2 separate regions of the Hordeum vulgare genome follow, and region 1 is linked to region 2. A link is a contact called in public Hi-C data. All regions are on one chromosome and are shown on one strand. The core of a region is the stretch at or near the end of the contact, and the rest is flanking DNA. Distances in the headings are between cores, read along the strand shown.

What was found. A called contact is a pair of places that touch in the nucleus more often than the background predicts.
Region 1: a contact with region 2 is called in a Hi-C map of leaf, with 2.5 times the contacts expected there. The contact joins the promoter of LOC123442875 here to the promoter of LOC123439474 in region 2. A contact is called at or near these places in 2 of 6 Hi-C or Micro-C datasets (leaf and seedling) and 1 of 1 datasets of contacts at active chromatin or transcription factors (embryo).

What each region holds. Positions count from the first base shown.
Region 1 is chr3H:40,745,640-40,752,082 of MorexV3_pseudomolecules_assembly, forward strand. LOC123442875 (DEAD-box ATP-dependent RNA helicase 20) reads left to right here and starts at 1,784. Exons shown (of 10, transcript XM_045119047.1): 1 at 1,784-2,038; 2 at 2,143-2,390; 3 at 3,498-3,677; 4 at 3,776-3,937; 5 at 4,107-4,261; 6 at 4,536-4,628; 7 at 5,189-5,274; 8 at 5,360-5,586; 9 at 5,675-5,908; 10 at 6,054-6,376. The coding sequence starts at 1,983. The coding sequence ends at 6,103. LOC123442874 (mini-ribonuclease 3-like) reads right to left here and starts at 1,593. Exons shown (of 7, transcript XM_045119046.1): 1 at 1,321-1,593; 2 at 896-1,023; 3 at 587-676; 4 at 195-247. The coding sequence starts at 1,546.
Region 2 is chr3H:40,418,499-40,424,994 of MorexV3_pseudomolecules_assembly, forward strand. It overlaps LOC123439474 (protein DELAY OF GERMINATION 1-like), which reads left to right and starts at 2,194. Exons shown (of 2, transcript XM_045116186.1): 1 at 2,194-2,853; 2 at 2,920-3,511. The coding sequence starts at 2,341. The coding sequence ends at 3,189.

The sequences.
Region 1 (6,443 bases), core at 534-3,033, 330 kb after region 2:
TACAGAGGCTAGTGCATGGTGTTTTTCCTAGTAGGCAATAAAATGCTACTCCCTCCGCCCCAAATTACTTGTCGCAGAAATGGATGTATCGAGAACTAAAAATACGTCTAGATACATTCATTTCTGCGACAAGTAATTCCACACGGAGGGAGTATTAAGAAACATGTAGGTACAAGGCACATAACATAATTTACCTTTCTTCTTCAGTTAGAAAATCCTCTCCCAGGAGTTTGTTCAGCAGCAGATCCTGAAGTAACGAAACAAATGACAATTGATGTGAAAATATGCCTCACATCGTGATGCTTCAAAGCACTCTCTTATATGCAGAAAACGGAATGAAAAGGCAAACAAAACGAGTGCTCTTCAAGGATTGAACTACAACCATTAAAATAACGGTAACTGAAACAACATTAGGAGACAGTACCAATTGAAATACGCGAAAAATGTCAATATGTAGGCTATGATACAATGGATAAACATAGATAATAAGATAAATTCTACATCACAATCAATGAATATACCATACTGAAGCATCTAGTCTATGTAAGCTGTTTGATCAGAGGATAAAGAAGAGCCATATCCAGACCTGTGATTCACATTTCACAACATCCATCACGCGCTTATTGTATTCATTGATGCTCAGTGGAGGAAAGAAGAAGTGTCTCCGAGCATAAAGCTGTATTACAAAGAGCAAGAATCAGATCATCTCACAACAAACAAGCTTGAAGTGGAAAACTAGTACACATTGTCTCGACATCGTCACAAACATCATACAGTAAATCCAGAACAAGTGAAGGTCAACAGTGACAGCTAGGCTGAGCTACATGTAAGATAACTACATAACAGCAACTGTAAAGTGCATAAAAACCAACGAATAAAATTGACCAGTTCTCACTTCATATATGCAGTCCCCCAAGTATGCCAGCGATGCCGCGTTGTAGAGTGAACGGGGCTTCTTCACCTCTGGCGCGGGCGGCAACCACCACTTCTCAAACCCCATGTACGTGCTTGTGCTCTTCTTTGCTAATACGAACCAACCAACAATCAGTTGACAGAATTACTCTCTGACTAAATAGTGCACTAACCACACGACCCTGACACCAGAGCAGGTCACGGCGACATGTAACTAGTTGTCATCAAGTTCTCGACGACACAACCGTTCTATCGCACTTGCTTTTAAAGTCAAAATCTATATGCAATTGCCTTGTACTACCAACTTCCAGTTGTTCACTGACAGCATGCTGCCAGAGCTTCAGGGGGGCAGAACGTGGAGCAAATGGCCGGGATGGCAGAGCTGAGGGAGGATAGATAGATAGATACCTTGGCCCTCGCTGCTGCGCGCGAAGAGGTCGGCGTGCGTGGGAGGGGGCGCGCGCGCCGGGGTGGTCGCCGTCGCCGGCGACTGCCCCAGTGCGGGCTTGGGCTTCGCCTTTGAAGGCTTGGGCACGGCGACGGTGGCGGCGCCCGGGTTCATGTCCCAGGCGGCGCGCACGCGGAACTGGCGGTGCCGCGTCGGCGTCGCCATGGTCGCCGCCACGGTGGCCATCGTCGCCGCAGGCAAAAACTCTCGCGCCGTCGAGGACGCAAATGGATAAACCGCCTCCCGCCGTGGATATTCCCACCCTTTTCCTCTGCTCGTGGCCCGCGCGGGCCCACCTGTCAGTGCAGTCATTGCCAGTTTACGCTTTTGTTAGACATGGGATACGCTTTGTATGTGGGGTTGTGCATTACGGTGAAATGCGCCTACGAGGGCAATAGCTCGAGCAGTCTACCCGAATGCCTGTTGAACTCGCCGCCTGTGCTTCGCTTCCAATTCGAATCGCCTCCGCCGCGGCGCCGCCATTAGCTTTGCTTGCTTCTTCTAGAAGAATTCCTCTTTCGGCTCGCCGAATCGAGCCCTCCACCGCCTCGGCGCACCCTCGCCGGAGCCGAGCCCCCCACCGCCCGCCGCTAAACCCTAGCTGCCGCCGGCGACGGCCGCCATGAGCCGCTTCGACGGCCGTGCGGCGGACCCCAGCTCCTACCGCGACCGCCGCAGGTAACCCGCCCCGCTCCAAACCCTAACAGTACCCATAACAATCCTGGTTGGTTACTTATTTCTGCCTGGTCCGGTTGGTTACTTATTTCTGCCTGCGTTCGCAGTGAGGGGGCCTTCGGTGGCGGGACGAGGGCGTTCGCGCCGTCGGGGAGACCGGATGCTGCCGCCGCGGCGGCCGCGGCAGAGCTGGACGGGCTGCCGCGATTCGAGAAGAACTTCTACGTGGAGGTTCCCGCGGTGGCCGGCATGACGGCGGAGGAGGTCGAGGCGTACCGCCGCCGCCGGGAGATCACCGTCGAGGGCAACGACGTGCCCAAGCCGGTGCGCGGCTTCCGCGACGTCGGCTTCCCAGGTTAGGCCGTGGTGTTCTTCGTAGCCCCTTTTATCCCCATCCGCTACTGTTGTGTTGCAGGCTTTCAGTTTCAGACGCACAAATTTGATAGAATCAGCAGGGAATAGGATAAATTTGTATGCTTTTTTAGCATCTCTGTTGAATTACTTAAAATCGAATAACAGGAATGTCTTCATTTAGCTACGGGTCTCCTTGTATCACATGATGCTCTGTTTCTATCATACCACGCTCAAAAAGCATACTTTTGATGCACGTATATGTAATTGAAGCAAATACTCTCATGTCACTGGGCTGAGTGCCTGAGTTGATCCTGTTAGCTGATTGGGAAACGGCTTGCCCTGTGAAGCAGTGATTCTCATTGAATCGCAATTTTAGGTAGTTAGCTCTCCATTGCCTACATATGTGAGTAATCAACACTAGGATATTAGGGCCTAATAGCACTGGTTCTCCTGCTCTTTCTCGTGCCAATCACTGCACTTATTGCTAGAAGATTAGTACTGTATTTTCATTGCTTTCAAGATACTTGATATGTGTTCGATGAACTGAAAACAAAATGGTAAAAGTATATATATTACTCCCTCTGTCCCATAATATAAGAGTGTTTTTGACACTAACGCTCTTATATTATGGGACGGAGGAGTACTTTTTTACCAACTAGGAGTTTTCTAGACCTCACATTGCATCACATTATAATCAGAAGGCTCATGCTTCTGGAGGATAGCACCATATTATGATACCCTCTGATGTCTGCCTTTGCTTTTCTCCACCTTTGTTCTTAAATTTATATTCTTTTTGTATAAAAACTGTGCTGTTTGTTTAAGAAAAATGATGCTATTCATAGATACATGATTATAATTTTGTTTACTTGGCGCAGCGGTACAGCTGTTGCCTTGTGATCTGGGTTCGAATCCTGGAAACAGCCTCTTACAGAAATGTAGGGAAAGGCTGCGTTCAAAAGACCCAAAGTGGTTGGGCCCTTCCCTGGACCCTGCGCAAGCGGCAGCTACGTGCACCGTGCTGCCCTTTTTTTTATGCTTCCTTAGCTTTATCATCTCACAGCCTTTGTTTCCACTTACTTACCTAAGGTCCTTCATTTCTTTTTTGCAGAATACGTGCTGCAAGAAATCACAAAAGCTGGCTTTACAGAACCTACCCCTATCCAGTCACAAGGTTGGCCAATGGCACTGAAGGGGCGTGATCTTATTGGCATTGCTGAAACAGGATCTGGAAAAACACTTGCTTACCTTTTACCTGCCATTGTTCATGTTAATGCTCAGCCTATCCTAGGTGCGAATATGCTGCTTATATTTCTTGATTTACTTTTCTGGAATCATTCTGAATAATAATAATAATCTGAAAGGCTGATACATTCTTTGTTATTCAAGCTCCTGGTGATGGTCCGATTGTTCTTGTGCTGGCCCCTACACGTGAACTTGCTGTCCAGATACAGCAGGAGACAACAAAATTTGGTGCATCATCAAAGATAAAAAGCACATGCATATATGGTGGTGTCCCAAAAGGTCCTCAAGTTCGTGATCTTCAAAAAGGTTCTCCCCCACCCCCTCACTCACTCACGTGTGCTTCTCTGCATGTACTTGTTTGAAAGGATTATGTTTGTCTATACTCAACTGATGTAGTTACTTTCTACTCCGTATTTGCGTTGGTTTTTAATGGTTCTTTACATGACTGGTGATAGTCCGATTGTTCTTGTGTTAGGTGTTGAAATTATTATAGCGACGCCAGGGAGACTAATTGATATGATGGAATCACATCATACAAATTTGCGGAGGGTTACATACCTTGTTTTAGACGAGGCAGATCGAATGCTAGACATGGGTTTTGAACCTCAGATTAAGAAAATTGTTTCACAGGTACACCTCTTCCTTTTCCTACAACATGATTTATTGCATCATAGGGTAAATCCTGAATGTACGTGCAAATCAGTGTTCTGATCTTCTCCATTTGATATGTGCCCTTTTGACTTGCACGTTGTCATTTTTGCTATGAATTTAGTTATTATGATGAGGTTGTCAAATCATTTATCCACCATATAGTTATTATCCATTACCCATCAATGTTGGTATTGGCTTCATTGAAACTCAGCAAGTCTTAAAAATGATGTCAAAAGATTATTTCTTGTTTCAGATTCGTCCAGATCGACAAACACTTTATTGGAGTGCTACCTGGCCAAAGGAAGTTGAGCTGCTAGCAAGGACTTTCCTTTTTGATCCATACAAGGTGAACATAGGGGGTGTTTCTTTCCAGGGACTTTTTGGTGTAGGGACTAAAAAAAGTCCCTTTTAGTCCCATGGGAAAGAAACAGGAGGGACTTTTAGGGACTAAAATGGGGTAGTTGGGACTAAAGGAAGAAGTCCCTATGGGAGGGACTTTTTGGGACTTTTTTGACACTTTTTCCAACAGTGCCCCTACTTTTAGCATGTCATTTAATAACTTCTACTCCCTCCGTCCCAAAATAACTGTCTTAACTTTGTACTAGCTCTAGTACAAAATTGTACTAGGCGTGAGACACTTATTTTGGGACGGAGGGAGTAGTATATTACTAGGGATAACATGGTCTTTTTGCATGTCATTTAATGACCTCTAGTCCATGTTTAGTCCTTGGAAAGAAACGGGTAGGGACTAGAGACTTTTTAGTTGGGACTAAAAAAAGTCCTAGGACTTTTTAAAGAAACAGGGCCATAGTGCCCACAGTTTGTTTTGCTAGTGGATTTCCTACATACTACTAGTATACTATTTACCTGTTGCATTTCAGCACATTTTAATTTGGTTTGATGCAGGTTATAATTGGTTCTGAAGAACTGAAAGCTAATCATGCTATCTGTCAGCATGTAGAGATATTATCTGAGAGTCAGAAGTATAACAAGTAGGATTCTGTTTCATTTTCCATTACGTGATATGTACTCAAAATGCAAATACAGTCCTTAATACTGAATTATTGTGATATAAAGGTTGGTCAATCTACTGGAGGATATAATGGATGGCAGCCGTATTTTAATATTTATGGACACCAAGAAAGGATGCGATCAGATCACCAGACAGCTTCGAATGGATGGTTGGCCTGCTCTGTCTATTCATGGTGACAAGAGCCAAGCTGAAAGAGATTGGGTTCTTTCTGAATTTAAGTCCGGGAAAAGCCCTATTATGACAGCTACTGATGTTGCTGCTCGAGGCCTAGGTATATACAGAAATTCCCTCAGAAACAACAAATTATGAATTATGTAACACAGGGAGATTAATATGTGCTCTGTATATCTTGAAAACAGATGTTAAGGATGTCAAGTATGTCATTAACTATGACTTTCCGGGGTCTCTGGAGGATTATGTCCATCGCATTGGTCGAACTGGCAGAGCTGGAGCAACAGGGACAGCTTACACCTTTTTCACGGCTGCTAACGCCAGATTTGCCAAGGATCTTATTAGCATTTTAGTTGAAGCTGGACAAAAGGTCAGCCCTGAATTAGCTAATATGGGCCGTGGTGCACCACCTCCTTCTTTGGGTAAGTTTTCTGTTTGGTTACTTTTTTTCCCCAAGATATACAGATCAGCTGATTCTTTGTTCTGCACCCATTACTTCTTTTACCCCTGAGATATTGTTGAAAGCCATGTTGTTGAGTTGGGTCTGACTATTATTGCATTTTGCAGGTTATCGTGATAGATACAGAGGGCATGGAGGTGGCCGTTCATGGAGCTGACGTTAAAATATTCAGTTGTTGCAAAGAGTGATATGTGACCTTTCTTTGTGGATGATTATGTATTTCCGGCTCACTGGATCTTTTGGCTAGTGCCCGGTAAAGGTGGATTTATTTACTTTGGATACCATGCCGTGTTGACTGAAACTTTTTCACCCATTCTGTCTAATAGCTAGAAATGTGTCACAATCATGCAGTTTCATTAGAAAATAGTTCAGTTGTCACTTTTGCTGAGTGACAGCAAAGCTCGTAATATTTTGGTCCCATCAATGTCAATACATGACCTAATTTATTTCCATAATACTCCCTCTGTCCCAAAATAACTGTCTTAACTTTGTACTAG
Region 2 (6,496 bases), core at 944-3,443:
ACCCCAACCGAACCACCTTTTCCTTTTCATTATCCATTCTTTTCTTCTTTTTTTTTCTTTCCAACGGTAATTTGCAAGTGATCGGGCATATCACGAAAAAAATGAATGCACGAACAAACAAATACAAGACATGTTTGATCCTTAACGGACGGTAAACGCTTTCACCCGGCGCGCCGGCCGAATCGTTTGGCCGGTCGCGCGCGGGCCGCACGCCTCGCTGGCAGGTGCATGCAACATTTTTTCGTCAAATTTGCTGCAACCATGTGTTATTCTGATACAAACGTTTTCCATGCAACTTTTTTTCTTGTCTAAATTTGTTGCAACCAGCGTTCATATTTGCTATAAACGTTTTTATTTACTACATGTGTCGAGTAAAAAAACTGCATATACGTTTGGTTACAACTCGAGTTTGTTGGATTTTTGCTACAACCGGCGTTTTGACTTTTGCTACAACCGTGTTATTTTTTGCGACAACCGGCATCATTTTTTGTTGCAACCGTTCACTAAAAAAAGTTGCATACACGTCACGTAGATATTTTCTACAACCAACGTTTGACTTTTGCTACCACGCATCATCTTTTTCGTTTTTTTGCTACGATCATGTAGATATTTTTTTGCTATAATTATTTTTTTTGTTGCAACCGTTGACGAAAATTGCTGCATATTATCGAAATTTGTTGCATCGAAGAAAAAATGTTGTATGAAGATCTAACGGCGCGATCCGCCTACAGCTGGCAGATCGGGCGGCCCGCCTTTCGACCGACGCGCCGGCGCAGAGCATCGCCCTAACGGGACGCGTCCGTGAACGTTTTGGTGATCATATTTGCTTTGGGGAATCGTTTCCCACCCGCGCGCCGGCCGAACCGACGCGCTAGTTGCCCGGTGGCGCGCGCGGGGCCTTGCAACATTTTTCCCATCCGCGCGCTTCTCCGGTCAATGGATGCAACATTTTTCGTCTAAATATGTTGCAACCTGCGTTATTTTTACTGCAAGCGTTTTTTAACTATATTTTGTCTCAGTAAAAAAGCTGCATATACGTTTGGTTGCAACTCTAGTTCGTCGGATTTTTTGTTACAATCGATGTTTTTTACTTTTTGCTACAACCGTGTTAATTTTTGCTACAACCGGCATCATGTTTTGCTGCAACCGTTCACTAAAAAGTTGCATACACGTCACGTAAATTTTTGTTACAACCGGCGTTTAACTTTTGCTACCATGTACCATGAGCTTCGTTTTTTGCTACGATCACATAGATATTTTTTTTGCTACAATTTTTATTTTTTGTTGCAACCGTTGAAAAAATTGCTGCATGGCATCGAATTTTTGCTGCATAGGGAAGAAAATGTTGCATGCGGATCCAACGATGCGAACGACGCGGGTTGGTGGATCCTGCGGCCCGCGCGCGGCCGGCCAAAAATTTGGGCCGGCGCGCCGGCGCATCCTTTGCTATGTGGGTGTGTAGATGCTGTTAGAGCAAGTAAAATAAAGTTGAGTCAGCTGGCTATAAGGAATAAACTAATATATTTTTATTTAGTTAGAGGAAAGAGAAGAAGAGAGAGGAGGTAAGCGGGCTCTTAGCTAAGAGCCAGCTCTAGCACGTGCTCCCAGGTATTTTGTGAGTATGAAAGGTGGACCATATATTAAAGAAGTAGTACACTTTTACAATAAACTATTATACATGTTGGCTATAAGGTGAGCTATAGATGACATGCCAATAACTTATAGCCAGCACTTGGCTATACTATTGTACTTGCTCTTAGGCCCTGTTTGGATTCATGGGCTAGAGTTAGTTTGAGCTAGTTTGGATTCAACCAGCCCTAAAGTATCCAAACATAAGGGTTAGATTGGAGCTAGTTGCATCTAACCCACCCAAAAAAAACTATCCAATCCAAGAGGTGCTAATTGGAGCTAGTTCTCATGAGGTTCATTAAATATTTTTTTTCTCTCTCTTCCACCAGACAAGAGATGCTAATTGGAGCTAGTTCTCGTGGGGCCCATTAAAAAACACTTTTTCTCTTTTCATAAAGTGCATCTATTATCAATCTAACCCTTTCATCCAAACATCTATTTGGTTAGAGTTAGTTTAGGGTTAGTCATGAGCTAAAAACTAACTCTAACCACTAACTAAGGTGGAGTATCCAAACAGGGCCTTAGAAGCGCGTGTAGATACACTGCTCGCTCGTACTCGTTTTTGTCTTCACCTCATAAAATACTCCATCATATGTTGTAGTATATCCGTTTTGCCGCCTTAAAAAACGCTCCTGCAGTGCAGTTCACTCCAAAGCCATCGAAACCTCCACCAACTCTTACGCACAAGGAGCGAGAGCCACTTGGATCACCATGACCGCCACCTCGCGACCACAGCATCACAACGGCAGCCTAGCCCGGGCATCGGACGGCGGCGAGTCCTTCGCCAAGTTCTTCGAGTGCTGGATCTTGGAGCAGTCCCGTGACCTGGCCGCGCTCCGCGCGGCGGCGACGGCGCGGCCCCACGACGCTGACCTCCGGCGCCTCGTCGACCGTGTCCTCGGCCACTACGAGAACTACTACCGCGCCAAGTCCGCGGCCGCCTCCGCCGATGTGCTCCCCATGTTCGCGCCCTCGTGGATCTCCGCCACCGAGAGCCTCTACCTCTGGTGCGGCGGCTGGCGCCCTACCGCCGCGGTCCAGCTGCTCTACTCCAAGTCCGGCGTGCAGCTCGAGGCCCAGCTCCCGGCCTTCCTCGACGGCGGCAGCCTCGGGGACGGCGACCTCGGCGGCCTCTCCGCGGAGCAGCTCCAGGCCGCCGACCAGCTGCATCGCCGCACCATCCGGAGGGAACGGGAGATCGAGGAGGCTGCCGCCAGCGCGCAGGTAAACTGTTTACCAACCCCAGCTTCTTCTCCGTTTCTTGATTCGTGAACTAATGTGAACATATAGGAGTCGTTGGCGACGACGAGGATGGTGGAGCTCGCCGGAAAAGGAGGGATGGACGCGGCGGAGGGGATGGAGCGGGAGATGGATGCCAAGGCGGAGGCGATGAAGCGCGTGCTGGAGATGGCGGACGGGCTGAGGCTGGAGACGCTGCGCGGCGTGGTGGGGCTGCTCCGGCCTGCGCAGGCCGTGCACTTCCTCGTGGCCGCCGCGGAGCTCCACCTCGCCGTGCACAAGTTCGGCCAGCACAAGGACGGCGCCGCCACGGCGGAGTGAGCCTGCAGCGGCGCGCGCGCACGTGGTTGCTCTGCTCCGCGCAAGGCCCGTCGTCTAGTTAGCTCTGAGCTGCCTTCGTTTTGCCTGGTCAACGCGAGGTGTCGCGATAAGCTTTGACCGTCTTCTGTTTGGTCTACATGTGCGTTCTGCCAGTGTGAAATCTGTGATAACTTGTACGAAGTGGGCTAGCAACTTGTGTACGTATGAAGCACAAGCTCATCCCATGGTGGTTTAGCTCCTTGTATGTACTCCTTCAGTCCTCTTAAACTTAGTATAATTTTATACTAAAGCTAGTTTAAAATTGAAGACATTTATTTTGGAACGGAAGGAGTGTGTGTAATGCATTACTATGAAAAATGAAGATGTAAAGGGGTCTCCAACAAACTATTTCCCACGACACGCTCACTAAATCTCAATCGACTATGATTTAACCAAGCCTCACTCGACCTTGAAACATTATGTCATGTTGTTTGGATCATTTCTTCCTAATGATTATAGCACCCGTCTTGCTAGTTGTAGCATGTCATTCCTCGTTGATTGTAGCACATCATCTCATCGGTCGTAACATCCTTCATTGATGGTTTTAGTATTTAGTCATCATGGTTGTAGCATATTTCGTCGTTCTTGTAATACCATCGCAAAAATATTCACCGTGGTTTACAACATCCGACTGTGTCGATCGCAACACCACAACTACGCTGACATCACTCGACTGAAACTTCGTTAAGTCTTGGTCGACTGATTCTAGACACACCCTTCCTACAACCCTGTGGTGTGAACTGCGATAGTGGGAAGACCAATGCTAGGTGTCGGCCAACCGGCTATGGTCGTGCGTGGCCTCCCACACCACATGATTCTACGTAATCCGCATGTCTCATTCTTGAGCCCCATCTCGTTCTTCTCGTTCGTAGCAAAAACACAATTTTTTGCATGGACATGATAAAAAAATGTGTAGCCCCTGTCACATGCGACGACTAGCTCGTCGTAGCAAAATCGGCTCCCACCTCCCCGACAGCCTCCCAACGCCCCCTTCCCATTCTGCTTTGTAGCAACGGTTGCCCCACTCCCCGCCTACTACACTTGCAGGACCACAAGTCGGCATGCGGTCGGGCGCCAAGGCTCACAGCTCATAGCGTGCGTAACCCGTCACGTCTTCATCATCGTCAGTTGTAGAATCCGGTGTTGGAGTTGTAGCATAAATGCCCTTCGACGGCACGCGGTTGCCGTCGTCGACCTTGCCAACTCGATGCAGCACTCATGCATCCCCACACTTCCGCTTGGAGCACCTACTCTTCGGCTTCACCAATTTTTGCAAGGCCACTAGCGGGTTGCAGTTTTTGTCGACATGGTACCAATATCACCGACGGCTGGTTCGAGCATGCAGTTGATCGGAGTCACAACATCACCGAAGGTCGGTTCCAGCATCATAGATGGTTGGTTCCAGGATGTAGTTGTTGCAGTCCCAGCATTGCCGGAGGACGGTTCCAACACCACATGCAACTCATTCCAACATCACCGCGGCTGGCTCTAGCGTGCAGTTGACGTAGTAGCAACATCACCAGAGGCTGGATCTAGCATCATCGTCAGTGAGTTCCGCCATTCATCGCTTGTGGTGGCAGCATGGGATGGTGTCATCTCCAACACGCATTTTTTCATGGTCACAACATCATCGGAGGTCAGTTCTAGCATCACAGACGGTTGGTACCATCACACGTCCCTCTAGGTCACAACATGAGTCGTCCTCCTCTCCAGCATGCAGTTTTTGCAATCGCAACTGAAAGGATCGATATGGTTGACTAGAGAGGGGGGAGGAATAGGCAACTACATATTTTTAGCTTTTCTTGACAAATTAGGTTTAGCAACAAATATGTTTTCTAGATATGCAACTAGGTGAACAACCTATATGATGCTAACAACAATGATTATACAAGCAAGCAAAAGATGCAACACAAGTAAGGCTTGCACAAAGTAAAGGTAAGAGAAAACCACAAGTGAAACCGGTGGAGACGAGGATGTGTTACCGAAGTTCCTTCCCTTTGAGGGGAACTACGTCTCCGTTGGAGCGATGTGTAGGCAAAATGTTCCCCATGAAGCCACTAGGGCCACCGTGTTCTCCTCACGCCCTCACACAATCAAGATGTCGTGATTCCACTAGTGGTGCCCTTTGAAGGCGGTGACCGAGCCTTTACAAACAAGGTAGGGACAATCCCCACAACTTAATTGGAGGTTCCCAATGACACCATGAAGCTTCACGACAATGGATTATGGCTCCGAGGTGACCTCAACCGTCTAGGGTGCTCAAACACCCAAGAGTAACAAGATCCACAAGGGATTAGTGCTGGGAATCAAATTTCTATTGGTGGAAGTGTAGATTCGGGCCCTCTCAACCAAACCCTAGAAGATAAACAAGTTTTGTTGGCTAGGGAAAAAGATCGGGCAAAAATGGAGCTTGGAGCAACAATGGAGCTTAGGGTTGGAAGTAGTGGTCTTCTTGGGGAAGAGGAACACATTTATATAGTGGAGGAAACAATCCAGCTGTTACCCCCTCTGACCCCGCATGCAAGCGGTACTATCGCTCATGGGAGTGGTACTACCGCTTGGGCGGCTGAGCCAGCCACATAGAAAAATGGCACGAGGCCACGAGGCGGTAGTGTTGCCGGAGCGGTACTACCGCTTGCCTCAGCATTACAACAACTAGAGTTGTAGTGCAACAACTCTACAAACACAAGGCAGGGGTAGGAGGAGAGGTAGTTCAAGCGGTACTACCGCCCGCGAGAGCGGTACTACCACTGGTGGGCGGTAGTACCTGGCCCCACTACCTCCCGGAGTTTGTTGAGATTTCCTGGACCAGAAAGAGGAGAGGTAGTGGTGCGATAGAACAGGTGGTACTACCACTCGGGAGCGGTACTACGGCGTCGTACTAACGACCAGAAACCACTCAGTCCGACATGAAAAGTTGAGACCCCAAAGCCATCGGTACCGAGCACGACACTAGGTAGAGATGCTACCGCCCGATGGCGGTAGTAGCTCCAGCCCAGAGCGGCACTACCACTTACGTGGTAAGCGGTACTACTGCCGTGAGTGCAATACTACCACTTGGCTCCTACAGGACCAAAACACAAGCAACAATGGAACAAGTGCATTGATGCGGGAAAGGAACAGGGGTGCCAATGAAGGTGTACATGTTGATTCCTTCCATACCTTTTCAATGCGGACCCCTCTTAATAATACGATTCTTTTACGACTCAATTCCACTGAAAACGAAACACGGGAAAATAGCCGTCTTCACTTTTATCCACTAAGGGGC